Regions from separate parts of the Athene noctua genome. Here region 1 is linked to region 2. The links are chromatin contacts, called in public Hi-C maps. All regions are on one chromosome and are shown on one strand. The core of a region is the stretch at or near the end of the contact, and the rest is flanking DNA. Distances in the headings are between cores, read along the strand shown.

Region 1 (3,126 bases), core at 320-2,819, 310 kb after region 2:
CAGAGCAGCATGTACTGTTAAGCATACAAGGACACCATCAACTCATACAATGGCATAATAATTTTGGTCTTCTCTGACAGGGCCTGAAAGAACAGCTGGTCCTTTTCTGCAACAAAGTAAGCACAAATGCTTGAAATCAGCCCATGTGTCTGCTTCCACTGGCAAACTGAAATCCACTTCCTACAAGCAGGAAGAGGATTAAATCCTTGCATCTCAGGTGGTGGCCCTTTCAAGAGAACCCACAGAAAATGTCCTGCATGAAGACAATTCCTTAGTGATAAAATGGGCACCACTGACTCACCAGAAAGACTGATCCTTTGGGCACTCTTCAGTAGGTAGCTAGACTGCAAGAGATGAATCGAGAGGTCTCGCAGCCTAGTAACTACTGCTCTTATTGTCTTAGCCGACTGAAGGCGCAACCAACCAACCCATATTTTTTTGACTGATTTTTCTGTTAGAAACAAAGTCTGTCTGCCTTTGCTATCATGAATTACTACAATAACTCCTGGAAGTTCTTGCCTACTTGTTGCAGTAATGTTGTACTAGGATTTTCTCCTTCGTATTCTGTTCTTACCAGCACTGAGCATACCTACTCTTTGTATCTGAAATATGGAATAATATAGATTCAGAGGGATCTCTGGAAGTCATCTTGCCTAACTCCTCTACCCCTAAGCAATGTCAAGGGAACAGTCTTACACTGTTTCTAAATGCTGTCAGACTTCTATATGTTTACCAAATAACTCTAAACGTGCTTAGCTACACAGGACCTAAAAAGCTGCCTATGCAAAGAGAACTTCTTTAAAACATATCATTCTACCCTTCCTCTTTGAGAAGGGGAAAAAATCTTAGTGATTCTACTGTTCTTAAAAAGAATAGCAGGAGTTCCTTGTCCATTACCCAGGTATTTACAGGGGGCGCATAAGGCCTATTTCCAGTGCAGCACGATACAGCTGGTGGTTTAGCACAAGAGTGCCACACAGATTCTCCGGAGCTCTGACTTACGAGAAAAAAAAATGCAGTAGGAGTAATAACGCTATATTGCCTGGTCAAATAAAGTTAGGGAAAAACAAGTATCTTTTGAGCAACAGGCTCTTCTAGGTCGCCACACAGCACAGACGAGTGCCTGTGCCACCTTTGTCCTCAACGGCCTTTCTCTTCTCTCAGAACCAGCGATTTGATCCCTGAGCGCCAGGGCTGCAGCGGCACTCCAGCTGACCGCCTCAGGCGCTCGGCACCGCACCCGCTGGAGGACACCCGGCAACAAAGGCGGCTCGGGGTGCCGCAGCCAGCCGGGCCGGGCCGGGCCGGGCCGGGCCGGGCCGGGCCACCGCCCGCACCTGCGCGCCCTCAGCCGCCTCTGGACACCGCCCCCAGCCCCAACCCTCCAGGACAACCCCTTCTCCCCTCTCGACAAACCATTTTTTTTCCCTCCCCCCCGTTTTTTTTTGGAGGGCCTCCACCAACCTCCTCCGGCCCGGGGCGGCACTTCTCTCCCTCCCGACCGAGGCCCCGCCCGCCGCCAGAGCCCACTGCCCCCCATCGCCGCCAGGGGGCGCCCGCGGCCCCGCGCCGCCCGGGGCGCTCCAAGGGAGGGAGGCAGGCGGGGAGCCGCGGCCTGGCTGCCCGGTGGCCACGGCGGCGCCGAGCGGCTCCTCCCCGGGGGCGGCGCACCCGACAGGAGGGCGGGAGGGGGAGGCAGGGCTGCGGGGCCGGGCGCCTCGGCGCGGTGCCGCTCCCGGCGGGCTGAAGGTGGAGCCCGCGGCACGGCCGGCGGGGCGCGGTGCCGGCTGGGAGCCCGCCCGCCCGCCGCGGGGCACGCCGGGACGCGTAGTCCCGCGCGGCGCCGGTGCCACGGTGGCAGAGCGGCCGCCCGCGACCTTCGCGTGTGTCTGTCCGTGTCCGTCGTGTCCGTCCCGGCCCCACCCCGCCCTCTCACGCCCCGAGCCAAGCGCGGGCAGCGCCTCCCGCCGGCCCGAAAACGAGGAAGGTGGTGCGCCACAGGGGGCCGACGAAAAAAAGCGGCTTTTCTGGGTATTTCAATTCACCTTCTGGTTTCTGAGCAGCTTTGTGTTTGTTGAGCTTACAGAGGCTTTTTACCTTCCCCACGCGATGACAGTTCAGTTCTGAACGGAACACGGGCAAGATGACAAAACGGTGTAAACACCTGTCTACTGAAGTAGTTGCTGCTGGTGGCCTCCGCGCTGCACCCGCTGAGCCCGCGCCGCAGCCTGGGCAAGACGAAGCTCCCCATGGCGCGTTGGGCGGTGCGCTGTGGCGAGAGGGAGGCCCGCCAACGGCAGGGCCAGCGCCGCCAACGGCAGGGCCAGCGCCGCCAACGGCAGGGCCAGCGCCGCCAACGGCAGGGCCAGCGCCGCCAACGGCAGGGCCAGCGCCGCCAACGGCAGGGCCAGCGCCGCCAACGGCAGGGCCAGCGCCGCCAACGGCAGGGCCAGCGCCTGCACTCCTCCCTTCTCACAGCTCGTGTGCCGGCAAGCCCATCTGCTTTCCTTTTACACTTTCTGGTTTTAAGCTACGTTTTACATCTCTGTATCCAGACAACATCCGTCTTAACCACTTGTACGACGCTTCATGCCTAGCCCCTGTACTCGTTGCCAGAAGTTACATGGGGCACAAAGCAGCTGCCTCACTGAACTGGAGCTCTCTGTCCTGTCCTTGGTTCCCCCTTCACACACAAAAATGTGTTTTATAGAGACACATACAAGCAGATGAATAAGGATTTTCTCTCTTTCATTTTCGCATTTCTTTGCCCCCAAATCCCCAGGATCTCGTATGAGGTATTACTATGCCAGTAGAGTTAAATCAGAAACACTTAAAGGTAGAGAAACCCAAAATACAGAAACACCTGTGAGAGTTCCTGTTTAGTAACCAAAATAAGCTTCATGATATGCAGTTAAACTAATACAATAACTGCTATGTTTTAATAGTAACAGTTTTAACATGTCTGCTGATATGCTAGAGGGGTTCAGTGGACTCAAGTCTCATACACTGAATAAATTTTTTCACCCGAGAAGTAAGAATAAAACTGACCACAATTGTGTACAAGAGTACACTTCAGAAATTTTTTTTAGAAAAAATATTATCAAAAAGTTCCACAGGGTAACAAGT
Region 2 (3,104 bases), core at 24-2,523:
GAGCACTGAGGTATTTCCAGGATGCCCCAGTTGGTATAATTCAGGAGTAGCAGGTAACACTGCACCTCCAGGTGAGGTTGAAGGATGCAGCGCTCCTCAGAACACCAGCAAGCACAGTCTGACAATATCTGGTGACAACTCAGACTTTAACGAAGAAAGGCAGCAGAGCCCAACCTCAAGTCCTTGTTCCACGGGAAAGCATGACACTGCTTTTAAACATCCTGAGTCTATTCTGTGCTGCCTATTGACAAAACTTTCCAGCCTGTGTATTTGTACCTTCTGTCACTCTTATGTATACTAACACGTAAGGGAAAATGTGGTAACGGTGACTAAAACAACTCCCCTTTGGTCTTCTCCTGCAGCTATAAGGTCTCCACTTGACACAGGCGTTTGGCATTTTTAAAAAATAGGTGCTTTCTGCAAGCATAACTCAGTCTGAATAAAGAAAGCACTACTATAAAAACAGAATAATACATGGTTGCTTTTATGCTGCTTGCATCTGTTGCTTCCCTCAGTCTGTGAAAACGCTATTTTCAGTGTATCTTGCTTTTTTGCAAATACTGACTTTATGTTACAAATCTACCGATTTACAATAAACTTAAAATTTCAGTTGAGTCCCTCTTGAGTTTGACCCATTTCAAAGTATTTCAGGTGGATAATGTAACTATTGGGCCAGAACTTTGGAAGGAGAAGCTCTGGGAGGAAAAATAAACTAAGAACAAAAATAAGAATGAGGTGAGCACTATTGCCAATTTTTCAGCATTAACAACATCCTAAGCTTCAGTTACGTTACGATTTTGCAACTGTTAAGAGGTACCTTGTAAGATCCGTACCTCAGCCCTGTGGATTTCGCTTTAACTCTGACACCTCGCAGACAGGAATAGCAACACCTCTCTCAGCTGCAAACACCCCGTTCACGCCGTGTTTCCCACGGGACGAGGTCCCGAGGCCGCCCGGCTACACGCAGGGCGGGAATTACCCAGAGAACCTGTCACAAAATGGCGGCGGCGGCGCTAGGGCCCGGCAGACATCCCGGGGCGCAGCCGCCCGCAGGCCGGGCAGGGGGCGTGTCCCAGCAGCCTCCGCCCCGCCCCACGCCGCCTCCGGGCCACCGTTCACACACGGGCCGCTCCACGCCCCGCCCCCACGGCACCGCCTCACGCCCCTCCCGTCTGTCCTGACTGGAAAGCGGTGGTGTCAATCTCGCGCGCTCCCCAATCGCCAACGTGGCTCTCCTTGCCCCGCCCCCCACTGCCGGGTTCCTCTTCCGGGGAAGTTGGTCGTCGGAGTTTCGGAGCTTGGGGGGTTTTCGGCTTTTCTCGTCGTGGCTTCTCTGCGGCGGGTCCTACTGCCGCTGGGCTGGAGGCGGCGGGGCAGCGGGACGAGCCGGGGCCGCCCAGCCGGCCCGCCTGCGAGCCGCTCCCGGGGCGGCAGCAGGAGTGGCGGCCTCGGCCGCCCGCCTGCTTGTGGCAGATGGAGGCCAGCCTGACGTGCGCCGTGTGCCTGTCCCTCTTCGAGGAGCCGGTGACGCTGCCCCTCTGCTCGCACAACTTCTGCCGGGACTGCGTGCTGGAGTGCCTGGCCTCGGCCGAGGCCGCCCGCCTGCAGCAGCAGCGGGGCCAGGGGCAGGCCCGCCTCTCCCGGGGGGGGCCGGGGCCGAGCGGTGGCGCGGCCGGCGCCCGGGTGTCGTGCCCGCTGTGCAGGAAGCTGTGCCCGCTGCCCCGCGGCGGGGCCGCCGCGCTGCCCGTCAACACCACCCTGGCCGAGGTGGTCAAGCTCTACCGGTCTGGCACGGCAGGGTCTGCCAAGGCGGGGGAGGCAGAGCAGGCCCAGGGGACTGGCCTGTTCTCCCCGCTGGTGCTCGGAGGAACCTGCCAGAAGCATCCGAGCCGGCTGGTGCAGCTCTACTGCCGCATGTGCCGGCAGGCGGGCTGCGGGCAGTGCATCTCCGAGGACCACCAAGGCATCTTCCACTCAGTCAACCTCATAGACACGGTGTACCAGGAGGAAAAAGTAAGCGCGGGGGGGGCCGGCTGGGAGGTCGGGCTGTCTCTCAGGGGAACCCAGGCGCCCGGGTTGCTCTTACTCCGCAACGCAGCGTGGCGGGCAGGAGGGAGCGAGGTAGTGTGGTGCTGTGAGCCGGGACTCGGGATCTGTTTGTGTGCCTGTCCCTGCTGCCCTCGGGCTTCATCCAACACATACAAGGGGCCAGGCGATATTATAGCATCAACAGATCTGAACCCAGTTTACCGAAGCACCTGAAGAGTTTGGGGTTGTTTTTTGATTTAGGATGGTTTGTTGTTTGGTTTTGGGTTTTTTTTTTAGTATAGAGATTTGCAGTCTGTGCTGAAAAAAACACACTGATGCAAAGAGTTTATTGCATGTCTGCATCCATTTTTTTCCAAGTTCAGGAAGGTGCTAGTCCTACTAACAAAAAAAACCTCCACCCACAGATATTTTGTTTATAGGCTCTATGAGATGACGTGGATAATTTGGGTCAGAGATAACTACGTATTTAGAAATAGATGGTTTAGGCAAGTAATAATTTAATAAACGTAAAATCAAAATGCATTCCTGTTTGCATGAAGAAAGCAACTGCCTAGCCTAATGGTTGGTTGGCTGGTTGTAGCAGCAGTAGTTGTGTTTTGCCAAAATCGTTACCAGCTGGGTAGAATGAGCTTTTCATGCCCTATGCCAACTGGGTGTAGAGTGGCATGTCATGCAGCAGTTCTGCTCTGCAGGAAGTGAAACAACCGCAGGGAAGTAATGATGAGTATAGGTATAAAAGTTTTAAGTACAGCACAGACCTTTACAGCCAGAAGCTGCTTTTGAACTGATTTCCCTCCTGTCTCTCCCATCACCAATTGCGTGTGACTCAGGAAACTAGGGGGAAACAGTCTTTGCACTAGACTTTCTATGTAAAAATTAAGTGATGCTGTAGTGAGGTAAAGGAGATAAAAACTTTGATAACCTTAGTTTAAAACCAAGCAGGAATAACTGAGTTATGGACAGCTTTCTATTTTATCAGTGTGAGGCATAAAGAAATTAGTACCACACAGTTGCTTGTCAAACTGGAATAGCAGCATTAAAACTTAATTGTGAGA

What was found. Hi-C and Micro-C count contacts between places; a contact is called where the count stands out from the background.
Region 1: a contact with region 2 is called in a Hi-C map of heart, with 3 times the contacts expected there. The contact joins the promoter of CBR4 here to the promoter of LOC141960370 in region 2. A contact is called at or near these places in 2 of 2 Hi-C or Micro-C datasets (heart and liver).

Annotation. Positions count from the first base shown.
Region 1 is chr4:72,993,439-72,996,564 of bAthNoc1.hap1.1, forward strand. CBR4 (carbonyl reductase 4) reads right to left here and starts at 1,570. Exons shown (of 6, transcript XM_074904070.1): 1 at 1,465-1,570.
Region 2 is chr4:72,686,158-72,689,261 of bAthNoc1.hap1.1, forward strand. LOC141960370 reads left to right here and starts at 1,274. Exons shown (of 8, transcript XM_074905730.1): 1 at 1,274-2,013. The coding sequence starts at 1,474.